Linked DNA regions of Mustela erminea: region 2 is linked to region 1. The links are chromatin contacts, called in public Hi-C maps. All regions are on one chromosome and are shown on one strand. Each heading gives the region's core, a stretch centred on a gene start, on an enhancer-like site or on the middle of the called end of the contact. The rest is flanking DNA. Distances are from core to core; before and after follow the strand shown.

The links. Hi-C and Micro-C count contacts between places; a contact is called where the count stands out from the background.
Region 2: a contact with region 1 is called in a Hi-C map of fibroblasts, with 2.4 times the contacts expected there. The contact joins the promoter of JUN here to the enhancer-like site in region 1. A contact is called at or near these places in 2 of 3 Hi-C or Micro-C datasets (fibroblasts and skeletal muscle).

The regions. Positions count from the first base shown.
Region 1 is chr10:62,276,575-62,281,677 of mMusErm1.Pri, reverse strand. All of the region lies in intron 1 of LOC116567092, which reads left to right. Among named protein-coding and RNA genes, the nearest start is that of JUN, 110 kb to the left of the region's middle. Within about 2 kb of position 2,952, the one cell type or tissue checked has open chromatin away from gene starts, as enhancers often do. A contact at or near this core is called in fibroblasts, where this site is marked.
Region 2 is chr10:62,392,085-62,396,803 of mMusErm1.Pri, reverse strand. JUN (transcription factor AP-1) reads right to left here and starts at 3,114. Exons shown (of 1, transcript XM_032301952.1): 1 at 1-3,114. The coding sequence starts at 2,130. The coding sequence ends at 1,126.

The DNA of each region.
Region 1 (5,103 bases), core at 1,703-4,202:
CGAAAATGCTATGATAAAGCAGTAGGAAATTTGAGACTTGTTACAGTGTGGTACACTGCTTGCTCCCCAAACAGAATGCCAGCCATTGGTTTTACAGTTTGTCAAACACTAGCTTGGGTTTGGATGATCCCATTATTCCTGTCTTTACATAAGAGACCGTTCCCATGACATTTGAAACCCACATATGAAATTGTGGGCTAGCTCTTGCCTTTTAATTTCCTTGGCATGCTTGTTGATTTTAAATTGCTCCTTTCCCCCCAAGTTTCCTTATTAATTAAATAAATGGGACAGCCGCATTCCCTGCATCTCATTCAGTGCTTGAATGTGAGCTTAGTTCTGGAGTCGGCTTTCCAACCTCGGCTTAAGGGACATTAGTCACTCAGAGCAAAATGTGGCATTTGAACAGCTGTCTCAGGCTTTCAGAGTCCAGGGCCTACAGGGTTGGAGAAAGTGCGGGGGATGGAACCAGTATGTATGTACTGAAAACCTACTCCATGCCAGGCACCAGTGACTTTGTAAAGAGTGTCTCCTTTAATTCTCTGAATGGCCCGTAATGACGATGCGTTCTTTTTGGTTTGAGATCTGTCTTCTCCGGGTACAGCACAGTTAAAAACGTGTCAGACATCATGCAGCTTATGAGTCGTGGAGCTGGGACTTAAACAATCTGATTCTAGAGCTCATACTCAAATGTTGCCCTGTATGCACCTCGTTTAATCCCCCCAAACCCAAGACACAGGCACTGTTATTATCAGATCTGCTTTCCAGATGAGCAGCCAGAAGCTCAAGAAAGCACTTTTCCCAACAGAACCCAAGTGCAGATTAGAATTCTCTGATCCTGGGCATGTCCGTCCAGCCCTTGTCCATCCTTCGTTAGTTCAACAGATAGTGGCAAGTGTTTATTCTATCCCAGGGACCATCTTGTCCCTAGAGATGAAAAGATGTGGCCTCAGTCAGTTAAGTGTCTGCCTTCTGGTCAGGTCATGATCCCAGGGTCCTGGGATTGGCTCCCTGCTCAGTGGGGAGCCTGCTTCTCCCTCTCCTCTGCCCCTCCCTGCTTGTGTTCTCTCTCTCTCTCTCTCTCTCTCATTCTCGCTCTCTCTCAAATAAATAAATACAATCCTTAAGATACAAAATGGAGCCCCTGTTTTTCAAAACCCAGAATGCAGAGAGGAAGGGAAAAGACCTCAATGACAATGAGAAACACAGTTGCAGTGTGAGAGGGGCCCTGAGAGGTTGCTATAAAGAACTATAGGAACCCAAATGAAAAAGCATCACACTGCCTGCTGAAGGAAGAAAGGAAGGCTCTAGAGAGGAGGGCCGTGGCACCAACAACTATGTGCTCCCCAGACAGAAAAAGGGAGGGGGGTACTTGAGGCAGAGAGACAGACCATCAAAGGCAAAAGGGAGCATAGGATAATAGCCGCTCATTAATCGATGCCCACCTACCACGGCTTTCAGTACCTTCTCTGTAATCCCCAGGACAGCTCTGTGAGCAGGTGTTATTCACAGGCACACAGAGGTCTCCTCTCTGTGCCTGTGCTCTCACAGTACCTTGCCCACAATCGCACAGCACTAAGGAATCAAGCTGGGATTCAACCCTAGGCAGCCTGGCTTCAGAGCCCACGCTCTGCTCAGAGTTTGGGGCCACTGGCCAGTTCCTCATGTGTGTGCCAGGCCATGAGACTGGCCACATAAGCAGGAATTAAGTCCAAAGGGTCTTCCTTTCCTCAGAAGACCTTAGCCGTTCTGGAGTCAAGGACCCTGGACCTTTTGGGATTCATAAAAATAATCATGCCATCTCTTGTGCAGGCGCATATGTGTGCGCACAGCCGAGGACCGCCATCCACCTTTCTCTATAATGACATGTCAACATTATTTGCTATTGATGGAACCACATCTTTTTACTGTCGGAATATTGGTGTCTTCTACCCAGCGGGATTCTCCTGGCTTCAATGTCAGTATTTGAATCCATTTTCTGCATTCCCTTGCCAGATTGGGAAGCGCTGGGGCTGGGGGGCTGGGGGGGGCATTGGAGGGTGCAGGGGGATGGACAGAGGTCTTGTCCACCTTCTCCTTCGCCATCCCCCCAGGACACAGCACTGGGCCTGGGACATGGTAGTTACACACTAAATATTTGTTGAGTGAATGACTATTTGTGGAATGAACTCTGGGCCTTTGGTCCATAACTTATGTAGTGAGCAAATGAATTAATTATGACTTAACAAATCTGATTTACCCTCTTTAATTGATAGGATGGGAGGGAATAACATTAGGGTTTTTTTGTTTTGTTTTGTTTTTTAACATTAGGGTCTTTTGAAGGTGAGGAATGTAGACATGATTGGTCCAGATGAGTGGTTTATAAAATGAAACTGTACTTTTGGAAAATCTTGCCTTTGGGGGTTTTGATTCAGTGGGTCGGAGGTGGTGCTTGAGTTTCCCAGGTGATTCTGAAATGACCAGGTCAGTATGTGGGTATGCACACGTGAATCCCTTCCTGTGCTGTTTTTGTCTTTTTCCTCATCTCCCTCCACTTGCGCTGGACTTCCTTGCGCGATGGGAGCTTACTACCTCACAAAGCAGGCTGCCCGACCCACTGGCACAACAACGGCAGTAATAGTAACAGGGACAGCAACCGGGGGACATAAACCAAGCGTTTCTTGTGTGTTAGGTTACTGCACATGCGTTACTGAATCCAAAGGCCAGGCATTATTTACCCCCATTTCACAGCTAAAGAAACTGAAACTGAAGTTCTGTGGTTGACTCAGTGTCTCAGAGGTGGTGAGGGGCAGGCCCGGAATTCCAGCCACCCTGGCTTGTCTGCCCGTGTGCTTCTCTGGGGCCTTGGAGCGGGTCCCGACGGGTGGTGGAGGCGTGGGCGGGGGTTTTAGGGCCTCCTCAGGCCGAAGGCAGCCAGGCCTGCCACATCCGCAGGCGGCCCAGGCTCCAGACTCTGCTCCGCCCAGCCCTCTGATCCTTCCCCATAGAAGGTAAACCCAGGCAGGATCCCATGAGGGCTGGCTGGGCCTGGTGTCCCGCTGGTTTCAGTTTCTGAAGAGCCCAGCCTTGAGCAAACACAGGCGGGGAGGTTTCTGGAAGCCTTCCCAACAGATAGCAGATTAACTCCCTGCTGCCTGGGAGCCACCCACGGCGGGGGGGAAGGGCTGGCTTACCAGCCCGCAGCCTCCTTGGCAGTCCTGGCGTCTCCACTGGCGGGCAGGACACCCCTGGCTTCCCAGAACCACCTGAAGCCTGAGAAGGCACACAGTGACCTGCCAAGATGCCAGGACTTCTGGGCGGTTCAAGGTTCCAGCTCAAGCTAGGCTCTCTTCAGGACCTCTGGGTTTGGGGAGAAGGGGTTGAGGCACCCCCCCAACCCCACCCTCCAAATATGATGCATCTCCCTGCCTCAGCGGGCCCCTTCTCTCTCTCACTAGGGCATTCTTGTTCCAACACGTTAGCAAACCTCTTTGAATGTTTGTTTTCTTTCTGAGAAAGAGGCTGAGGGACATTGCCAAGACCAACATGAACTCAAAACACAGGGCATTCTCTGTTTGCCGGGTATTTTTCTGGACAGACAGACCTGGGTCTGAAAACCAGTCCTGCTACTTCCTAGCCGGTGACCTTTGTGTAAATTTCTTAACCTCGCTGAAAAAATGGGGATAATGATACTTATCTTTAAGATAGGTTCGGAGGAGTAGATTAGATAAATATAGATTATACATATTAAGTACTTAATGCCCTCCATCAATGGCAATTAACATTATCATTAATTATATTATTATTATGAATGACTAATAACCCACTCAGGATTATTACTAATGCCACTGTGAGCATAAGTGCAAAAAAATAAGCTCAATTAAAAATTTTACGGAGGCAAATAGTTTTATAATAGGTAAATAAAGAAAGAGGAACAACACTGGGTTGAGAAGTATATACACATGATCTCATTTAATATTCAAACAGCTTCACAAGGCAGGCATTATTATCCCCATTCTACAGAAGAGGAAGTTGAGGTTTCTGTAGGTTAAGTAACTTGTCCTTCTCACACACTGAGTTAATGTCTGGTGTCCTGGCCTCCTGCCTCCCTGGTGCCCCTGAAAACCTGCCGCTTCCCATCTGCCTATCTCAGCAAAGATGCTTCTATCTGTAGGGAATACTTCTATCTGTAGGGAATACCCCTACGCTCAGCAGCTTAGAGGAAAACAAGCCAGTTTTGGAAACTGGCTAAAGGCTGCCTCCTCCAGGAAGCTTTCCTAGTTTTCTCACTCCTCACCTTGCAGAGTTAACCGCCCCCCTCTCTCACTCTCCTGGGGCCTGAAGCATGTGACTACACACTCTTAGGGGTTTTGTCTCTCCTCTAGAAAGTAGGTTCCTCTGAAGGAGACACCATACACTTTTTTTTTTCACTTTAGGAAGGTTGGTATGTGTGTGTGGTTAAGGACCCAGGCTTTCAAGCCCAAGCTCACATCTAGGCTTTACTGCTGGCTGGAAGTGAGGCTTGAGTAAGTAACTTAACTTCTCTCTCACTTCCTTTATCCATAAAATGGAGATTAACAATAAGATCAGCCTTCTGAGGTTGCTGTAAGGATTGAATGAGTTAGTATATGTAAGGAAGATAGGATCATTGAAGGTCCTGAATGTTGCTTCTTAACAGAAAACAGAGACATTAAAAGAACACTACTGAACATGGGAGGAAGCACCAGGAGACCTAAGGTTTCATCAGGAATCTCTCTATAGCTTACTGGACTTAGTGGATTTGGGCCTGTGATTCCTCTCTCTGAATTTACTTTTTCTTGTGCAAAATGGGAAGTTTGGCTCCTGCAGCTAGATGGTCTTTATTGGGTAATATTCATTGGTATTGATGACCAATTCTTTGCCTATAGGACTTTTCCCATGTCATGTTCCCGGGGGAAGGTCTTATGCAGAAATAGATGACTGGTTCACCATTGGCAGCACAAAGCTCACCCACTGGCGGATGCCCGCGCTAACCATGATGATTGCCAGCTTTTCCTGATCACATACTAGTACCTGGCATTGGGCCACATGACTTCATGATCTCGTTTTTTTGTTTTGGTTTGGTTTTTTGTTTTTTTTTTCCTAAAA
Region 2 (4,719 bases), core at 1,865-4,364, 110 kb before region 1:
GCAACTACTCTTAAGTTTCTGCTAACATCACAAATGGCCACAGCACATGCCACTTGGTATAATCCAGATTTTAAAATGGACTTCGCAGGGGACTGCCTGTCCCTCTTCACCACAACCTTCCTTCCCTCAGTCTCCAGAAGGACCACACTATCCTCTGTAAGCAACCCTATAGATTGCTGGGGGAGGGAAGAGGGTAAGTTGACAAGGGCATCAGCTACAGTTATCTCAAGTCCAGTAGAGAACAGTTTTCACTGCTTGATAGTAAGAAGCACTGAGAGTGAGGTTAGTTGACTCTCCACTCTTTCAACTTCACCTAGATAGGTAATCCATAGATGATGCAGAAAAGAGGTTGTGGGAGGGGTACTTTTCCAATATTTTATTGCATTTTCTTAAATATCCTTTCTGGAATTTTCAGGAACAAAACATAAAAAAATTATATACTTTATTACAAATGGTAAACTCAGAGTGCTCCAAATCTCTTATTTACAAACAACACTGGGCAGGATACCCAAACAAACAAACATGAAATAACTTACAAAGGCATGAAGCTGTTTATTGACAGTAATCAGCTTTCATCAAATTAAAAAATATATATATGTACATACACAGTTAAGGAAGGCAGGCCAGAAAGAGTTCATCTGCAGGCTCAGCCTCGCTCTCACAAACCTCCCTCCCGCCTCCCCTCCCCCAACCCCCTCCCCTTTGTGTTCTTAAGGAGTACTACAGAAGCAATCTACAGTCTCTATTGCAGTTTGGAACCCCTCCCCCTCCCCCCCTTTAATACTGAATGAGATCGAATGTTAGGTCCATGCAGTTCTTGGTCAATGTTAAAGAAAAGTCTAACGTTCTGTTCGTGCGGGGACAGCCCGTCCGCAAAGCGGGGCAGCCCGCAGGCAGCCGCTCCCTGGCCCCATGCCAAGGGAGGGCGCGCCAAGTCCTTCCCACTCGTGCACACTGGGGGCGCCGTCAGGACGCCGCCCAGTCCAACTTGGATACCCTTGGCTTTAGTCCTTGGACACTTCTTTTCTCTGTCTCTCTCGCTCTCTCAACTTGTCAAGTTCTCAAGTCTGTCTCTCTGTGTAATTTTTTTTTCTCTGTTGTCCCTCAGCCCCCGACAGTCTCTCTTCAAAACGTTTGCAACTGCTGCGTTAGCATGAGTTGGCACCCACTGTTAACGTGGTTCATGACTTTCTGTTTAAGCTGTGCCACCTGTTCCCTGAGCATGTTGGCCGTGGACGCCAGCTCCGAGTTCTGCGCTTTCAAGGTTTTCACTTTTTCCTCCAGCCGGGCGATCCTCTCCAGCTTCCTTTTCCGGCACTTGGAGGCAGCTATGCGGTTCCTCATGCGCTTCCTCTCTGCCTTGATCCTCTCCTGCGACTCCATGTCGATGGGGGACAGGGGCGGCGTTTCCCCGGGCATCTCGGGCACCGTCTGCGGCTCCTCCTTCAAGGCCTGCAGCCGCGGGTGCTGCACGGGGAGCTGCTGGGGCAGGTGGTGCGGCGGCTGCGGGGGCTGCTGCTGCTGCTGGGGCTGCGCGGGAAAGGCCAGGCCGGCAGCGCCGTAGGAGGGCGCCCCACCGCCGCCGCTCAGCGCGCCCGGGTTGAAGTTGCTGAGGTTGGCGTAGACCGGCGGCTCGCTGTGCAGGCTGGCACTGAAGCCGCCGCTGCCGCTGCCACCCGCCGCCGAAGCCACCGCCGGAGCCACCATGCCCGCCCCGCTGACCGGCTGCGCCGCCGACGTGACGCTGGGCAGCGTGTTCTGGCTGTGCAGTTCGGCCAGGGCGCGCACGAAACCCTCGGCGAAGCCCTCCTGCTCGTCTGTCACGTTCTTGGGGCACAAGAACTGCGTGGGGGTCGGCGTGGTGGTGATGTGCCCGTTGCTGGACTGGATTATCAGGCGCTCCAGCTCGGGCGAGGCCAGCTTGAGCAGCCCCACGTCGGGCGAGGTGAGGAGGTCCGAGTTCTTGGCCCGGAGGTGCGGCTTCAGGCTACCCACCGGGTCGGCCAGGTTCAGGGTCATACTCTGTTTCAGGATCTTGGGGTTACTGTAGCCGTAGGCGCCGCTCTCAGACTGGAGGAACGAGGCATTCAGGGCATCGTCGTAGAAAGTCGTTTCCATCTTTGCAGTCATAGAACAGTCCGTCACTTCACGTGGGGTTAGTTTGGGCTGCGCGCAGAAGTTTCGGGGCCGCAACAGCGCGCTGGCGAGCGGGGGACACCCGCGCCTCCCGGGGCCCTGGGCAAGGAAAGTTTCTCGAGAGGCGCGCGCACCCGCCGGCTGTCCTCCCCCCTGCGCCCTGCTCACCAGCTCGCTCCCCAGGCGCTCAGGGTTCAGGTGCCGCCCGCACTCTTCTTGTCAGCTCGCGCGCGCAGCCCGGCTTTGAAAAGTCGCGGTCACTCACGGAGCGCTCTCGGGCGCAGCGGTTCCTGGCAGCCGGCGGACGAATGCGCTTCCCGGCGACAGCGGCCTTCCCGGCGGCAGCAGTCAGCGCCGATCCCGCTGTGGCCGGCCGGCGGCGGGTCTCCGCCGCCCCGACGCCGACGACTGTCCCCTCCTCCGCTGCGAGGGGGAGGCGGCGCCTGGCAGCCGCGGCTCGCGCTCGCCCAAGTTCAGCAACCGGTGCGAGAGAAGCTGAGCGCACGTCCCTCCTCGGTCTCCTCTCTCCGCCGCCTTCTCGTCTTCACCGCCGCCGCCACAGCTTCACGCGCAGCAAAGCTTTGCAAAAGTTCGCTCCGGGACCCGGGCCACTTGTCCCCTGTCCTCCTGGCCAGGAAAGTTCTTGGCCGCTGCAGCCGCTCTCCGGACTTCCCCGGACGGACTGCCGCCTCGCTCCGCGCTGTCAGCAGCTCCCGGGCAGCGGGGCTCTCCTCCTGGGGGCGGCTGGAGAAGGGGCTCTCCGGACGCTCCCCAAAACACCAGCCCCGGAGCCACAGGCGCTAGCTCTGGGCAGTTGGTGAGAAAACAGAAAAGAAAATAGGATTTGCAGCTCGGACACCACTGCCGTCTTGCCTGCCCGTGTCTGCCTGCCTCCCTGAGTCCGCGCACCTCCACTCCCGCCTCGGTGGTTCTGCCACACTCCGTGCAACTCTGAGCCCTTATCCAGCCCGAGCTCAACACTTATCTGCTACCAGTCAACCCCTAAAAATAGCCCATGATGTCACCCCAAGGCCTTCCCATTGGCTCGCGTCGCTCTCAAGGGGGCGGGCCCGCCCGTCGCCATGGAGACCCCACCCTAGAAGATTCTTCTCTAGACCCGCGGAGGCTCACGGGATGAGGTAATGCCCCGCTGCCCTCCTACAGTTGGGCCCTTCTTTCTCCTCCTCTCCCCCTCCCCCTCCCGCGCGATTCGCGCGGGGCTCTTTCCCCTCCCCTCCCCGGCGCGTCTTTCCCGGCCCGCCCGGTGCATTGTGGGCTGACGTCTTGGGGTTTGACTGTCTAGTGACGGTGGCTACAGCGAGTCGGTTGGACGCGGGCTCTCGCAGCCTCTGACCGAGGCGGGCTCACGTTCAGGGCTTGGGCGGGAATGCAGGGGCTCAGGCACCCGGAAGGCTCGGAAACCGGGCCAGGTGTCTGGGGCTGAGAGCGCTGGGTGTGGGGTATTTCCCCACTTGGGGTGCTCGCTATTATCCACCGGCACTTCGCCGCCTTGCGGGGCAGGAGGCTGTTCGCTCGGGTGTGTGCCCCCCCGCACTTCCGGGGGGCGGGAGCACCGCCCTTAAGGTGGCTCTGTTAAGTCCCCTGTGGGGGCGAGTGAAAGTGGGCTTAAGTTTAGGGGCGGTCTCGGGAGAGCGGGCCCCCCACGTTGAGGACGCTGCAAAGTTTGTCTCCTGGTCAAGTTCACGAGCGATCGTCGGCGCTGCTGTTTGGCTGAGCCCAGAAGCCAAGTGATTTGCATTGCTCGAAACTCGGTGCTCAGCGAAGTCTGCGTTGCACCCCCATTGCACCCTCCAGACCATGGGAGAAAGGGTGCGCGCGCTCAGTTTTGCCTTGATGGGGAAGTTTTTCTATAAGGGGTAGAATGAGGGGGCAACTCAGCTTCCAGTTGTGAATGCGCGTTTAGGGAATCCGAAACTTGGGGAACCCCGGTGATCGTCTGCTACCCGCCCCCGCACAACATGCAACCATAGTTCACAAACACACGCGCGGGCGCGCGCGCGCGCGGGCGCGCACACACACCACAAACACACACACACACCACCTCCCGTCCTGATTTGTTTACAGGAAAACAAGTCCGAGAGCGTCAGATAACTCAAAAAAAAGTCACGCAGCGAGTCAGGGGTAGTGACCAGGATTTAAGATCTCTCCGCTCCGGGCCAGGTGGTGGGCCCATATCCTGGGTAGCCTCTAGGAAGCGCTAGACACATATAAGTGGTTCCTTTTCTGCGGTTATTTTTTTCCTCCTCCTACCCCGCAGCCCTTAGGGACAAAAGTGTATGGCGGAAGGAATATCCAAATCGGGGATCGTGGGTTCTCGCGTGCCCAGCGCTGCCACGGTGTGAAGTGACCGAATTGCCGAACTTCTCTTGAATTCGTTCAGGTCTGCAAGTGTGGCCGGTGAGACCCAACTCACTGGGCTGAGCTAGTGGAACATCGTCGCCTCCAGGGCCAGGAGGTGGTCGCCGAACAAACCCCTTTTCTACCCTCCTTCGGAGTTTCCCAGAACCTCGATGAAATGCGGAATATAAGTGTGACTTGGCAGAACCAGGTGTCCTTACCCCT